Regions from separate parts of the Gossypium hirsutum genome. Here region 2 is linked to region 1. Evidence: chromatin contacts called from public Hi-C data. All regions are on one chromosome and are shown on one strand. The core of a region is the stretch at or near the end of the contact, and the rest is flanking DNA. Distances in the headings are between cores, read along the strand shown.

The links. Hi-C and Micro-C count contacts between places; a contact is called where the count stands out from the background.
Region 2: a contact with region 1 is called in a Hi-C map of hypocotyl, with 2.6 times the contacts expected there. The contact joins the promoter of LOC107900677 here to the promoter of LOC107900688 in region 1. A contact is called at or near these places in 2 of 34 Hi-C or Micro-C datasets (hypocotyl and leaf).

Annotation. Positions count from the first base shown.
Region 1 is chrD08:54,950,061-54,952,570 of Gossypium_hirsutum_v2.1, forward strand. LOC107900688 (glycine-rich protein A3) reads right to left here and starts at 1,254. Exons shown (of 3, transcript XM_016826371.2): 1 at 1,138-1,254; 2 at 501-737; 3 at 1-401. The coding sequence starts at 702. The coding sequence ends at 124.
Region 2 is chrD08:55,148,865-55,151,374 of Gossypium_hirsutum_v2.1, forward strand. It overlaps LOC107900677 (protein PAM68, chloroplastic), which reads right to left and starts at 1,255. Exons shown (of 2, transcript XM_016826350.2): 1 at 936-1,255; 2 at 117-838. The coding sequence starts at 980. The coding sequence ends at 254.

The DNA.
Region 1 (2,510 bases), core at 4-2,503:
GAAAGAAAAACAAGTCTGTGATTATTCAATACAAAGCAGTTGAAGTCAAATTATTATTACATTCATTCATTCGACACTATCAGTTTTGACTCCCAATTCTCCATGCTTTTGCGGGCAGTAACATCACTTCCACTTCCTGAATTTGCCGCCTCCATGCTTTCCGTGCTTAAATTTCCCATGCTTCCCGTGCTTGAATTTCCCCCCATGATGCTTAAACTTCCCACCACCATGATGTTTGAACTTCCCATGATGACCATGACCAAACCCATGAGCACCATAAGCACCATGAGCACCATAAGCACCATGAGCACCATGAGCACCATGAGACACGTGGTGAGCCCCCATAGCAGCTGCGGCAGCTGCTGCACCACCTGCAAGCAGCGCTCCCATGCCACTGTGCCCTGCACACACACACACAAAAAGGGTAATTAATTATTGGCATCTCACATTTAACATGACAACAAACTTGGACCGCCTTATGATTATGTAGGAAGTTTTACCTGAATGGGATGCACCAGGATAGCCAGATGGTGGATAGCCGTGAGGGGGGTATCCTCCTTGAGGAGGGTAGCCAGCTGGTGGATAGCCTTGAGGGGGGTACGCTCCAGCCGGTGGATATCCGCCAGGAGGGTGTCCATGACCACCATGAGCAAGATGTGAAAACAGACCCTTATCATCAGGCTTATGCTTGTCCTTCCCCATGTTTTCTCAACCAATAATCACTTCTGTGGAACAAACTGAAAAAAAAAATGCATAAATGAATTGATCACATATAAACGTAGATCAAAATAATAATGATAAAAAAGGCACAACATGATAACAAGCATCTGTAAATGATTCCAGCAAGGAAACAAATCACGAACACTGATAAAGTATGAAAATTACCAAAAACAAAAAATCAACAAAATTCCCATAACAATGAATCAACAACTAGAACATGAACTTAGAGAAAAAAAATTGAGATCCTAAAAAACAGTCAACGCCTTTTCTTTTCTTTTTTTTTTAATGGAATTTCGAAGACTATAACACAAAGGATCATAGAACAGATTACCTATTACTAAGAGATAAAATTTCGAAAAAAGAAAAAAGATAAAATAAACATAAATTAGGCAGAGAAAAGAAGAGAGATGTGTGTACCTAAGGTTACAGAGAAAGTCAGATTGATATCGGAATGGAAGTTTTGGGAGGAGATATTTTAGCATATTTATATTTTCACTTTGAAATTAACAAAGGAGAGATTCCACGCGTTGCTCTAACGCGTAAACGACGCGGCTAGCTAATGTTAAATGACAACGACACGTGGACTACAACCTCCATTTTTACCTTAGCCCCAAAGTCATGGAACCTTTTCTTCTTTGCGTGTATTTCATTGGTAAATTTTCTCTACAGCTCCTTATTCTATAGTGCCCTTTAGATTTTGATCCTTGTACATTTTTTGTTTTTGTTTTGAATAATTTTATTATAAGTTCTGACCATATCTGCTCTTTTTGACCCAATATCTACAACTACTCATAGCCTCTCCTCAACTCATAAATAGGAGGATAATACCCTTCAGCATACTTGAACCCATATACTTCTACATTACAATAATGTCAATACCAATCGAGTTAAAACTTAATAAAAAGAAATTCCCATACATTTGGAAAATAAGTAAAATGTTAAACATATATATCTTTAAGTAATGCGATATTAGTTTATAATATAGTATGTTCTCTCTATTGATTATAGCTTAAAAACTCAAATAATTTTATTTAATAGGTGAATAGATATGAAATTTGATTGTTGATCATATCAAATTTTAGACATGAAATCTCATTAAATATAATTATTCTCCTAAAGTTAATAACTTTTTAATGGTTACCAAGAATAACCATTTTATTCGTTTTTGACATACAAAAACTTTTAAAGCTATGAAAGATATTCTAAGTTTAAATAAAAAATAAAACATTTTTTCATTAATTTCATTTCAAGTTGGGTAGATAACTTGATTGATTTACGAATAGTTCTATTTATTTATTAAAATTTCATACCATCTATGTCATTAAAGAATATCTATTTGAAATTGTATAATAGTTAAACATGTTGAGGTACATGTAATGTAGGGGGTAGATCATTTTGGCAGGTGCACCATGTCCCATCTGTTGGTTATCCACCACTATCTAATTAAAGGTCAAAATATTTTTTTTTGCAATTTTATCACCTAATTTTTAAAATGTTCACATTTTAGTCATTTAAACATCAAATCTCTAATAATGGTTGATTGTATTCGTGCTATCATGTTTACATTTTCATTTTGGTTACTTAAAAATATCCTTTCTAAATGATTGGTCGGGGTAAAAAACCTAAGGATTAAAGTAAAAAAAGCAATAGAAACTAGAATAATGCACTAAAGAATTGTCAAATTGTACTTATTTATCCCTTTACCGAAAGCTTTAATTTTTTTCCAATATTGAAATTTTAAATTCTAAAACATCAAAATCAATTAAATAAATTATGGAATTTTTTTTATC
Region 2 (2,510 bases), core at 5-2,504, 200 kb after region 1:
ATTAAGCGAAAAATGCTGGGGATATAGAGTGAGCAGAGCACTGCAGCTTAATGCTATCTCTTCTCTTGACTGCCAGGCCGGCCTTGCCTCAATCAAATCTCTTTAGCATAAACGGATTGAGTGAAATGAATTTATAAACCATTAAGCATTTGAATTTAGAGCAAAGCATAACTTAAATAATATAGCATAACATGAGTTAGTAGTAAACTCGAGACAAAAATACCAGTACGCAACCATGTATGTAATGTCTCTTTCACTTTTTACGTGATCCACCCCCCCAAATGGATTGCCAAAAAACAGGCCAGTTCTTCTGAGCCTCATTCCATCCCAAGACTGACCCTTCTCTCAACGGATCCCAACTAGATGACACAATCCCATAACTCACCCCTAACAGTGCTGTCCCGAAGAAGATGAAGGACACAATAAACGGCACCCACGTTGGTACATCGATTTTCAATCCAACCTTGAGATAATAAAAGAATGGGAAAAACAACAACCCTACCAACAATGGAATCCCAACTGTGAATCCCATTCTGCTTATCATCCTGTTTGTTACCACCTCAGGTATCACCCCTGCCTCTGCTTCATTCTCCTCTTCTTCCTCTTCTTCTTCTTCTTCTTCTTCTTCATTGTCATCACCACTACTCTTTGATTTCTTTGTCTTTTTGTTTTTCTTGGGTGGGGATCCAAAGCCTTTTGGGCTATTCAAGGTGGCATGTAGGGGTAGTAAGTACAATGGTCGGATTTGGTTTTGGGGGTTAACTGGGAATGGGGAAGATGATTTTGAGGGTTGGGCTGATGTCAATGAAGAGGGTTCCATGGTCAACTGCCTGCAAAGCTTACATACAAAACTCGATTTTTCATTTTGCAAATTCTATATATATGAATCATATTAATTACTATCTTAAGGAATATAATAAAGGAAACATGCATACCTTGAAACGGCAGTAGGATAAAGACGACAGTGCCGAAGCTGCCATTCACTTGAGCTACTTCAATTTTTTCTTTTCTTTTCTTGGAGTGCTTATTGAGTTGGTCCAGATATTGGAAGGAACACCCACAGATGAGAACTCAAAAGCTTTCCTTTTTAAGTTAAAATTGTTGCAGAATTCAGAAACTCAAGTATGATTGCCCTCACTGAAACCCCATTCGGATTCAGAAACTCTTCTTACCACCAATTTACCAGACCGAAGGAAGAAGCGATAAGGTTATGGTTCAAAGATGATCCGAAAGATCTCTAATAAGGGCTGGGCCGACTCGGGTAGCCCAACCATTATATTCTCTGTATCTAAATTCATTTTCGGTCCAAGTCGTCGACTTTAATATTAAAATTGATGTGATTAGTTAATTAAATCCAGTTCAATTAAAAATAACAAAACAGAAGAGGAATTTACAAAAAAAAAAAGAAAAAAACATAATTATGTGGATATTTTAATATTAAAAAAACCAATTTCATCCTTTTTCACGTTTTATTTCATCATTAAGAAAATTCACGCACAAAATCAATATATTTGTATAAAAGAGATCCATTTACGTTAAAATAAAAGTACAGTAATTTTACATCCTTTCATAATTTAAATGGTTGAATTTATTAATATGATCGTAGTTATAATACATTTAAAATTTTAAATCAATTCGATATCTTTACCACATCAATCCAATAATATTATATTTTTTAATATATTTAACCATTGAAATTCTTACATTTAGGACAAATAATTAGATAATTTTTTATTTACTTTGCATGCATCATTAGAATCAATAAAAAGGAGTAAAAGTAACATGAGAGTTCTTGTACTAAAAATTACTTTGCATGCATCATTAGAATCAATAAAAAGGAGTAAAAGTAACATGAGAGTTCTTGTACTAAAAACCAGATTGTATTTTGCCAATCGCCCCTTAAAAAATGCATGTTAAATGAAGGAGTAAATTGATCTTTCCTATAAAAAAATTACATCCATTTATACTACTAAAAATTGACATAATTGATGAAACAACCAAATATATCTCATGTTGAGATACAATGACCAAATTTTAATAATAGAGTAAATAGAATTACCTGTACATGGCCTTAAAATATTAAAATAAAATATAGCACGTAAATTAGTCAATGAATAATCTTTAAAAAGTTTATATAGAAAATTGGAATAAAAATGATTAGAGATTATACTAAATTAATTATATTGGGGCTTCCTTAAACCAATTAAATAGATAATATAAAAAATTGGGTCTTTTACAAAAATATTACAAAAAAAATAAAAAATACTAAAATAATATTAATTTTTTTATTTACTAAAATAATACAAAAAAAAACATGACAGCCTGGTGGAGGGCCTGCCACAGGCGGCACCAAACTGGTGGAGGGCCTGCCATAGGACTGAAATGTAATGATCTAAAGTTTTAAGGACCTGATATGCAAATTTACCATTTTGAGCAAAGAAAGTGAAATGGTGACACCTGAACTTGTGGCGGCACTAAACTTGAAAAGTGGCTAACTGTCTTATTAGCCC